Regions from separate parts of the Zea mays genome. Here regions 1 and 3 are each linked to region 2. A link is a contact called in public Hi-C data. All regions are on one chromosome and are shown on one strand. Each heading gives the region's core, a stretch centred on a gene start, on an enhancer-like site or on the middle of the called end of the contact. The rest is flanking DNA. Distances are from core to core; before and after follow the strand shown.

Region 1 (3,923 bases), core at 57-2,556, 200 kb after region 2:
AATTGAGGCATCTAGTGAACAACATCAGGTCCACATGTCATCAACTCCCGCGCTTAGGCCTCGACGATGGCCGCAATGGCGACTGTAGCAGTCATGGTCTCCTTTATCTCTGGTAAGCATCTCTAGTGGTAATGGCATCAACATCATGATTGGGGAACTCAGAAACAGATTATCAATTTCTTCCTTGTTGATGGGCGACATACATGTGAGAGGTTGCCTTGTATAGTGAGTTCTTACCTTTTGAAATCACAACATTAATTGTGAACATTACTATCGGCTAAACTAATTCTCATCGGTATTTGCATAAACCGACGGAAATTATTTAACTCCCGTCGGTTCAAAACCAGTCGAAGGAAATTACGGTAACCCACTTCGATCAATATGGCGGCCTAAAAAATTAATTAATTCTCATGGGTCATTGTGTTTTCTTACACCTTTTCAGGCTTTTCCTGACTCTGACATTGTCTGTCCGATTGCAAAACCAGTCGAAGATACCAAATAAACCTGACCTAATTGAGCCGATGTTTGCCATGCGCGGACAGCCACGCTAGGAGCCACTTTTATTTCGTGGGAGCAGCCACGAGCATTGGCTTGCGTCATAAGCAGCAGAGCTCACCGCAAACACCCCGCGTTGCATCCGGGGGCGCAGCCAGATCGCTGGGCAAGGTCGCAAATGCGCCCCTAGTACATACATGATTGAACGCGCCACTGGAAGCGGCCCCCCCAGGAGGCCAGGACGTTGCCCCTGTGCAATGCGGCTGCCGTGCTGGAGCATTGATGCGCCCATCGGCCAGTGATTTGCCGGCACAGGAAACCGGAAGCGACGGTTTGACCCTCAACATTGGCGGCATACGCCAAGGGTTATGCATGCACATTGCACAGTGCTGCAGCCGCCGGCCGGGGCGCCTAGCCGCCTGCCACCGCGCGGGAGCGAGCCCTTGCCCCTTCGCTGTTGCCTCTCTCCTCTCCAGATTCGACAACACGTGCCGCGGGACCGCTGTTCCAGCTAGAGCTAGCGAGCGTAGCGAAGCAAGCTAATTCCCCATAGGCCATAGAGTCGCCGCTTTGCTCGACTGCCCGTGCTCGGTGCTGGCTCAGTCCCATGTGCCCGCCGGAACTGGCCCGCCGGAGGCAGAGCCCGTCAGGCGGGCGCGTTGAATGAAGCCGTAAGCCGAGGTGGCGCGCACGGCATGCAAGCGGTAGGTCCGCAGGGATCTCATTCCCCGTGTCACCCACCGTGTGTGGCATCTCAGGCTCAGGCGCTCAGCTAGTGGGGACTGACGTGCATGTGGATGGTGAGCGAGCCGCGACTCCGCGTGCGTCAGTGCGCCGGCGTCTGAGGACAGCGTGCGTGAGCCTGTGTGACGCGCCGTGGGGAACGTGCTGCGCTCGTTTCTGCCGTCTGCCGCCCGCGCGCTCGGCGACGCGCGGGAAGCGACAAGGGCGGCATGGGCTGCTGCATGCGGAACGGGGTGGCAGGGGGAAGCCTGCTCCGCCATCGGCAGCAGACAGGCGGTCGATCGGCAGCGCGTGCTGTGTCGTCTTGTGCCTTCCGCCTGCGTTTCCGCCGGCCGCTGCGCACCACCTGCCCCTGCCTGCGTCTCTTGTTTTCTTTTGGAAAGAAAAACCGTAGCGCTGTCGTCGTGTCTCAGTCTGCTGCGTGCTCTGTAGTCTGTAGTACCCATGCATGCATTCTACTACTACGTCGTACAGTTCACACATGCATCGTCACTACTTTGCGCGACACCGTACCTCGACCGCGGTCCGCCGCAGAGGCTAGCTGCTGCCGACGCAACCGTCCGACGGCCGAGACCGATGAGTGCTAGTAGATGAGATGAATTGAAGAAGCTGAGGGACAAGATCGATCCAGACGTAGAGTATTCTTAAGCTTCATCATCGAAAGAAGCTAGTGCTAGACGATCACGTACGCTGTTTCGTACTCAATCAAGTTCGCATATATTACGCGCGCACGCAGCCGGCAGCCCACTGCTGTTTTTGCAGGATCACTGTTCACTGGAGGAGGCACCGATCAGGAACGAGTACATAGCACTGCAATCTAAGCTACCGGTACTGCTATTTGCAGTCGCAGGCTTGGAGCCCGGTCGGCCGGTCGGTCGGTCTCGGTCAACTGGACTGCTTGCTTTGATCGGACCTGCTCGGCTCGGGAAAACCGAGGTTCATGTTCGCCGTATGCCCGTATCCCTCACTCTCACTGTGCTGTGCCTCGCATCAGTTATCACCATACGTCACGTCACGTCTGTCAATGCTCTCCTCACGCCTCTGGGCTCCGCTCCGGACAAGCACCAGTTCGGTGACAAGCATCTGTCGTTCTCATTCAGGTACTTGAACTCTCTTTGTGCCTGCTCGGCCAGCAAGTTTGTTCCCTCCACAGTTTCTGCTCGTGCAACCGTAGCCACCGTGCCAATAGTCCAATAGTAAGTGCGAAAATTTGAGAGGAATTAGGCTGCGTTTGGTTCCGTATGGATTCTTGTTATCAAATACTCTCTCCGTCCTAAAATAATCCGTTTCAGTTTTTTTTTTGTCACGTTCAATCGACACGTATTATTCATTTCTTGTGAAAAAAGAAAAAAAATCAAAGCGATTATATGGTAAACAATATCACAACAAAAATTAAGAATGATTATAAAATTTTTGAATAAGACGAGGCGATCAAACTTAAAGTAAAAATGTCAAATAAATTATGAAATGGAATGGTGGGAGTAAATTTTATGTGATACATATCCAAATTTTTTGTTTTATTTGTCTTGGATAATGTGCCTTAAGAGAATTCCAATTATCAATCTTCTCTTACATTTTCTTGGATAGCGTGGCCTACATAGATTCTCAAAATCTGCCTCTTCCGAAACGCCGCCTTAGCAACAAATAGAAGAAAGACTTTAAATCTATATGTCTTCCCCTTTATAACTATATAGTTAAAGTACTATTTGAATTAAAATAATTCTTTTTAAAAGGAGATAACTAATGAATTCTGAATTTCAGAATTCCAAAAAGAGTGTCTTATTATTAAAGTAAGATATGTGAATGTAAATTATGTTTCGAAACATGTGGCTAATTATATATTAAAATAAAATAAAACATTTTTCATTACCATGCTGGAGTTTTATGCTGTGCATACTAACTGGAATAGAAAGCATTAAACTCAAATTGGGAGTTTGAATTTCATTTGGATTCGAAAACGGAAAACAAAATAGGAAAAAAAGGACATGAAACTAAATTAGAAAAAAAAGAGACCAGAGCTGGCCATGGGCCAAATTCCCTACTCCGGCCCATCTCTCTGCCCCTGCCTTCCCCCCTCTTCGGTCGCGTGGGCCGCATGCAGGCCCACTTCTCCATCTGACCTCGCTCGCGCGCTCCCTGTCACTGGCTTGTGTGCCCCGTCTCCCAGCCTCTGTGCACGCACGTTCCTCTGACGTATAGGCCTGCCTGTCGGGGTCTTCTTCAACGTCACCGTAACAAGCGCGGTGTCTGTTCATCGCGATCTGTGGATCTCATGTGGTTGCCTCCCAATCCCGGCTTTGCTCCGTTATAAATCTCGAACCCCTCGCTCCCTTGGCCAACTACGTGCTGCTTAAATTTATTTGCATTAAATGTGCAATCAATGACATACCTTAGTTTTTACATCTTCATATTCTCCTCATGTCACTACATCAGTATGATCTGCATTTCCTTATCAGGGATTTTCCATTGATATACAGGTTACTCTAGTAGCACTGTGATATATAGAATATTCATGTCCTTGTACTATAATCCCTCCATCCTCAAGTACATGGTATTCTAGAAAGTTTAGCACAAATTATGTGGTAATGCAAATGACACATGTAACCCTTTCTTAACGATAGGGAGACCTTGTGCTTACCATATTTGAAGTCATGTTGTAGACACTAATGGTTGCAGGCACAAAT
Region 2 (3,539 bases), core at 165-2,664:
TGAAGGATGTGCAAGGCCAATAGCTAGGATGATAGAAATATCAAAGGAGCCCTGTTTGTTTACCCTCTAGATTATATAATCCAGCTTAAATAAGTTAAGAGGCAAACAATCAGCACAGATTATTGGAGTGGATTATATAATTTAGGTATCTAGATTATGATAATCCATAAGCAGACCATTAGGTGCTTATTTTTTTATTACTGTTTGGCTTTTTACCCACTAATAATTTGTGTAAATAAACATCTATAATAGGATTATATAAACTGGATTATGTAATCTAGATTATATAATCGGATAATCCAGATTATATAATCTATATAAAATAAGCTGGATTATATAATCCTGCAAGGAAACAAACATGCCCACAATAATAAAATCTTGGACCATGGCTGCTAAAATTGAATTCGACAGTTCCATAACTGGTACCACGACAACCAGAATGGCAGTGGGTTTGATTTGTGGAAATGTGTTACCTGCTTGTCAATTCTAAATCCCTACTGCCAATGGCCTATCCATCCAATACAATTGCCACGCTGGGCACTATGAATTCATTTAAATTCCAAATTCTACTTTTGAATTTATATATTTCCTAGCTGGGATTTATTCTCCCAGTGCCCACTGGAAAACCTGACTACCGCTGGGATCTGTAAAGACTGTGACCCTAACCAGAATATCCCCTCACGCCCCAGAACCAAGGTGGAGGGGAATTACATAATGCGATCTAGAGCGCCATTACGACATTACAGTGACATAAAAGTCTCTGATAAGCTAATTAAAGGTCAAACAGGGAGAAGATATCGATAAACTAAGAGCACTTCGAACTTTCGAAGGAATCAGAAGATAAAGCTTAAATATTGTTCTTTGGTATCACCAGGCTTTTTGGAAGTGAGCGCGGCTTCCTTGCGGCGGGTGAGGGCGTTGATGAGCGAGGACTTGCCAACGTTGGACCGGCCAAGGACGGCGAACTCGGGCCGGTCGTCATTGGGGCAGTCCCGTGCGCGCGCGCTGCTCTTGACGAACTCAGCACCCTTCACCCTCGCGTCCCCTGCGTAGGGACCGACCACGATGTTCGACCCCGGTATGACCATGTCCGCGGGCACCAACGCATCCCGCTCCACCCCGGGCGGCAGAAACAGCGCCGTCTTCACGATCCCCATAGGTGGCGACCCGGCCTTCCTGGGGTTCTTGCGCGTGGCCGCCGGAACCGGCGCTGACGCTGCATCCTTCGGGGAGGCTGTTCCCGCCTCTGCAGAAGCTGAAAGCGTGCGACGGGAGGGGACACAGGCACGGGTGAGCGGCGGCGGCACGACGGCTCGGAAGAAGGAGGGGCGCGGGCGGAGGAGCATAGCAGCTGGAGCGTGCGCAGGGGCGTTCGACGGAGTGGCGGATGAGGACTGAGGATGCGCGGGTGGCTGCGGGCTGCGGGCTCTGCTGTTGCATTAGGTGTTCGGACTCTGGTGTTGCGTTAGGTGTTCGGTAGATTGGGCCCAGCGGTGGGAGAAATAAGGGCTCTGCTGTTGCCTTAGGTATTCGGGAGATTGGGCCCAACGGTAGAAGTAGTTGGGCCATTTCGGCTTGCGGGACGTGTTTCCACGGGGAAAATGTATTTGAACTAGCCTGTCCCCGTGTGGCGACGTAGACATGTCAAAAGGAAGAGAATAGTTTTGCTATTTTTAGGGCTAGTTTGGAAATTTAAACCCCTTCTAGATTTATGGATGTTAAGAAAAAATGAGATAATTCCCACTTAATCCACGATAATCCTGAAGAGAATTTAAATTTCCAAACTAGCCTTTACACTAGCAGAGCTTTCTTTTCAAAAGAAATAACATAGCAGAACTCTAGGAGACTCAGCTTGAAGGGCTATTAGTTTAGAGTTAGTATGGGCTATTAATTTAAGGATCGAATTATATTAGGACCAGGCTATATTTCTATTCAATTTTGAACTAAAATTTATTAAGGGTCCTAATGTATTGTGAAGAAATATTTGGATCGTGATCCAACCCCTAGGTAGACGGGCTCTCCTGATTAGGCTATTCTCAATATGAATTTTGTAGCACGCTTCCAACACTACCACATCATCAAAGATGTTACGAACTATGAATAAAATAATGTCTCTCAATGCAATCTTTCACTTCACTATAGACTAACATACCTATTAAATGTTGCAATTCAATAGCCAACAAAAGTTAGTAAAATATGTGGAGGTGAAACAAATCACCCTCAGGGCTCCTTTGGATGAATCAATCCCTGCAAGGATCCCAGTCCAATCCGCGTGAGGAATAAGGCTCGCGTCTTCTCTTCCCCATGTATATCGGGCTCCTGTTTGGATGAGGCACGAGCCAAAATGTCATGGGCCTTTTTATTCCTAACCTTATAGATTCATGGGGAAGTAAAAAAAACTAGTCCTCACTCGTGTTTCTCGTTCCGTTCCCGTGGTGGCTCTCGGTCTCTCATCTCGTCCGTCACTCCCGCAGTCCAGCAGCACCTATGGCGGCGAGAGTTTGCGTCGGCGACTGAGATCCATTGCTGCTCACGCGCCCACGCTCCATTGCCTCCATCCCCACTCGCCCAGGCTCCATCGCCTCCATCCCCACTCGCTCAGGCATCTCGGCACCCCTCTCCACCGCCGGGACGTGTCGGCAGTGGACCCGGAGCCGGTGACGCGGTCTACAGCTACAAAGGAGAGAGGTAAGAGGAAGATCTGTTGTCGTTGCCTATTCTCTGATTGTTGTTGCCTATTCTCTAATATTATCTCTGCCCAGCGAGCGGCGAGCCGCACCTCGGTCGACCTCTTTGTACACTTTGCATTTTTTGCAATTCTTGTGCATAAAGAAAATGTTTTAGGGAGCACTTGCTCACTTAATCGTCCCAATAATACAGTTTGCCAATGCAGTATAAGTTTTATTTTGAATCATCAGCTAGAAAGAAAACTCTAGCTGATTCCCATAGGAACTATTCATCGTGCAATTTCCCTTTGTTCACGTCAGAATTTTTAGGCCTGTGTCTCGCCAATCCTTCTTTGTTGGCTTAATTCTGATTGGCTGGTGTGCGAGATGCTTTTGGTCTGAAAGTATCTAGCGACTAAAAACGAGGGGTAAAACAAATCTCCAGGAGCTCAGCGATGAAAGGACTAAGAAATTTCAATTGAAAACCTTATAGATGGGCCATAAAAACCACCAGAATGTTAAATGCCAATTGTCTGCAAAATGTACCTCTTCTCATGCCAAACAAATTACTAGTTGGATACCTCTTATTTTGATTGTACCTAAGGACAACCCCATGCAATGAAATGTTTTAGGCATTTCAAAACATCATCTGATATGTTTATCCGGGCCTATATTTCTTGTCGTAAAATTTCTTTTGTGTTGTTCGACCACGACTGATAATATGTTATTGTAAACTCACTTCTCATGAAGGTCTATTAGCTTACAGGTAGCATGTGTGATAATGGACTTTAAATTTTATACTATAAAATTTAAGGATCGAATCATATTAGGATCATGCTATATTCCTATTAAATTTTGAACTAAAATTTATTA
Region 3 (3,621 bases), core at 622-3,121, 140 kb after region 2:
CTGAAGCGATTGTTTTTTTTGGAGTAGCACTTGGGTTAAACATGGGGAGTAGTACTAGGGATTTAGGTTCGTTCGCATTTGCAACACTGCAGTGCGGCTGCAGAGACGGTACTGTTGCGAAATGACTGCCGCTAGCTTGCATAGATTGCAGCTGTCCTGCGCGAACAATGTTTTAGGTGTTGTGGACTCTCTTTCTCTCTCGTGTGGACAATTGTCAGTGTCCCCCACCAAAAACAAATCTTAGTTTCTAGAACTATGACAGTTAGTGCGCTAGGTAGAGGCTACATCTAGCAGATGCGCTTGTGCGCACCTGAGATTTCAGCCATCGGTGATAACCAAAACAAAAGTGGACCCACGCTCCGTGCGAGACAACCACCGCGGGAAGGTTTTGTCCCTGAACCGCGCAATAACCCCACAAGAAATTCACATGAATTGCTCGGGAGCTAGGGGCTGCGTCGGGTACCTAGGAACAGTGTACCCAAAATAAGGCCCATAAACTTTCTAGCCGACTAAAGTCTCCCTGTCAATCGGGACCCAAGGGGGGGAGCAACCGACCAGGTCTATGCCGAGCAAGTCTGTGAAGCGGAACAACCGAACAGGTCTCTATCGAGCAAGTCCGCGAGGCGGAGCGACCGACCAGGTCCCTACCGAACAAATTTGCGAGGCGGAGCGATCGGCCATGTCCCTACCGAGCAAGTTCGCGAGGTAGAGCGAGCGACCAGGTCCCTACCGAGCAAGCCCGCGAAATAGAGCGACCAATCATGTCCCCGCCAAGGAAAATCGCGAGGCGGACCGGCCAACCAGGTCCCTACCAAGGAAGGGAGTAAGATGGAAACCCAACCCCAAATAATCGCAAAGTCCACGCCTACAAAGGCAAGACATGACATCTCGAGCCATGACCAGTCATTCGAACGGTAGGCCGCAGGCACGACGAAGGCCGCTAATGACATGACCGCACCTCCCTGGGTACCAGAACACGCTCCCACAACCTTGTGGGACCTGACCCGACGACCCTAATCATAAAATACCTCAGCATCGGAGCTTCTATAGTGACCCAAATACATGGTAGTGCGCTACAGTTACACCATACTGGGTGTATGCCTACGCACGCCAATGAGTGGCGCAGGCACATGACAACAGGCAAGACCGTACGACGCGCGACCGCTCCATGTGACTGACCTGCGGGACCCCCCGCGCACTACCACGAGGATGTTGGCGGAAGACTGACAAAGGGAACCCGTACGACGAGCGGACGGAACGGTACATTATGATGGCCTGATGGGGTACAGCTATGCACAACCCCACGGATAATACGAGAGGAACCACGCTGCCCAAGGGCTACCGGTGGAGCTCCTCCCAGCAGAATACAAGTCCTCAATGTAGAGTCCATCCCTTAAACTATAAAGGAGAAGGACCTCTTCTTTTCTGAAGACATAAGCACACTAGCGGTAACACGTTTCAAAGCAATTTTACCAGTGATCCAAGCGTGAACCAGTATAACCACCGTCTCAAAATCTATCACTCTAGACCTGCGACTCACCATTCTAAGTGAGTCCATGTTAATCTCCCAGCGATCACAAATCTTAATGTCCCTATTTTCGAAACTACGATAGATATTTTCGCTCTTTAATATTGTAGTCTTAAATTGTAAGCTATTTTTATAGATAACTTTTGTTATGTATCTAGATTTATATTATATCTAAATACTTAATAATAAATTTATGTATCTAGAAAACCTAAAGCCACTTAAATTTGGAATGGGACGAGTGCTAGGTATAGATTATAGATATTGGAAATTGCATAAGGTATCAAGGTGGTATTTATATCCACCAACTTGCTACGGCCCTCTCATTCGTCTTGCTCGGTTTCACCGCCGGGCCTTCTCATCTGTTCACTTGGTACTTGGTAGCTCTCCCATTTGTAGTGGCAGCACTGGACTAGTCGTGTTCAAGCGCACCACAAAAGGAGAGCGAGCTCGAGAGTAACAAGGGCTTGCGTGTGCATGGTTGATAGGGGAAATGGCTAATGGCAGCAACTGGCTAGGCTTCTCCCTCTCCCCGCATACGGCCATGGAGGTGCCCTCCGTTTCTGAACCCGCTTCTACCCATCACGCTCCACCTCCACCTTCTTCCAGTACCACGATCTCCTCTTCCAGTACCAACAACACCATCAGTTCCAACTTCCTCTTCTCACCGATGGCCTCTCCCTATCCTGGTTACTACTGTGTGGGCGGCGCGTATGGCGATGGCACCAGTGCTGCCGGCGTCTACTACTCCCACTTGCCTGCTATGCCCAACAAGTCCGACGACGGCACCCTCTGCAACATGGAAGGTCTTTGCTGCCCTTCTCTCTCTCTCTCTCTGTCTCAATCGTATTCTCTCCACCTCTAACGTTACGGTCTTGTTGTCTTGTCATGAAACAGGCATGGTGCCGTCGTCCCCACCGAAGCTAGAGGACTTCTTGGGTGGTGGCAATGGCGGTGGGCAAGAAACGGCCACCTACTACAGCCACCAGCAGCAGGGCCAGGAAGAGGGGGCAAGCAGGGATTACCGCCAGTACCACTACCAACACCAGCAGCTCGTCCCCTACAACTTCCAGCCCCTGACGGAAGCAGAGATGCTCCAAGAAGGCGCAGCGCCAATGGAGGAGGCGATGGCGGCGGCCAAGAACTTCCTCCTGGCGAGCTACGGCGCTTGCTACAGCAACGAGGAGACGCGCCCTCTGAGCCTGTCGATGATGAGCCCCGGGACTCAGCTGAGCAGCTGCGTGAGCGCGGCCCCGCAGCAGCAGCACCAGATGGCCGCTACTGTAGCCACCGCTGCCACTGCGGCCGCAGCCCTGGGGCGCAGTAATGGCGATGGTGAGCAGTGCGTTGGGCGGAAGAGGAGCACCGGGAAGGGAGGCCACAAGCAGACCGTGCACCGCAAGTCCATCGACACGTTTGGGCAGAGAACCTCCCGGTATAGGGGCGTCACCAGGTAATCTGCTTACCAAGATTTTTCGCTTTTCCTTGTGTCATATCTCTTTGCTGCGCCTTTTGTTTCGTCAGTAGGATTCGTACGGTGGCATTGCTTAGTGCCTCTTTAGCTCTGAGAGCTAAGGTATGCAATGTAAGCTTTGCAACACTCTTCAGTACACTATGACGTTGCCTCCTCTGCGGTATTGATCATATGGTATTTGCACATTTTCTGAGCTAGCTTGCGAAAGTCATTTTACTCCTCGTTCCTAATTTGCTAGTTTCTTCCAGCATTGATGTGGCTGCGATGTAGAGAAAGTAGACGCTCTGCTGTTCCTGTTATCCAGTTGGCCAGCTACTCATGCTTGACGCCAAATCTTTTTAATGCCTGATCTTAGTAGAATATATACTCCGGCCAGTTCGATTAAAGCGTGGGGGGTCCTCGGATCCTTTATGGTGCCCCTGCAGTTGTACCTATCAATGAGACAACTATTCTCTTGTTATGGAGGAAACAAGTTGCTCTGTCTGTTAGGGCCAAACAGTTCAGACTGTTTGAACCGCGACTGTTTTATACTGAATGATGGAGGGTTTTGTTTGTGTTGGATTGGATTCACTGGAGCAGGCACAGGTGGACTGGGAGATACGAAGCCCACCTCTGGGACAAC

Evidence for each region. Hi-C and Micro-C count contacts between places; a contact is called where the count stands out from the background.
Region 1: a contact with region 2 is called in a Hi-C map of ear, with 2.4 times the contacts expected there. The contact joins the enhancer-like site here to the promoter of LOC100285454 in region 2. A contact is called at or near these places in 2 of 25 Hi-C or Micro-C datasets (ear and leaf).
Region 3: a contact with region 2 is called in a Hi-C map of tassel, with 2.5 times the contacts expected there. The contact joins the promoter of LOC100384380 here to the promoter of LOC100285454 in region 2. A contact is called at or near these places in 4 of 25 Hi-C or Micro-C datasets (ear, leaf, tassel and 1 more).

Annotation. Positions count from the first base shown.
Region 1 is chr9:151,049,609-151,053,531 of Zm-B73-REFERENCE-NAM-5.0, reverse strand. No RefSeq gene overlaps it. Among protein-coding and RNA genes, the nearest start is that of LOC111590197, 15 kb to the right of the region's middle. Within about 2 kb of position 1,306, at least 19 of the 20 cell types and tissues checked have an H3K27ac peak or open chromatin away from gene starts, as enhancers often do. A contact at or near this core is called in ear and leaf, where this site is marked.
Region 2 is chr9:151,251,375-151,254,913 of Zm-B73-REFERENCE-NAM-5.0, reverse strand. LOC100285454 reads right to left here and starts at 1,414. Exons shown (of 4, transcript NM_001158347.1): 1 at 872-1,414. The coding sequence starts at 1,346.
Region 3 is chr9:151,106,962-151,110,582 of Zm-B73-REFERENCE-NAM-5.0, reverse strand. It overlaps LOC100384380, which reads left to right and starts at 1,871. Exons shown (of 9, transcript NM_001362354.1): 1 at 1,871-2,331; 2 at 2,423-2,978; 3 at 3,579-3,621. The coding sequence starts at 2,019.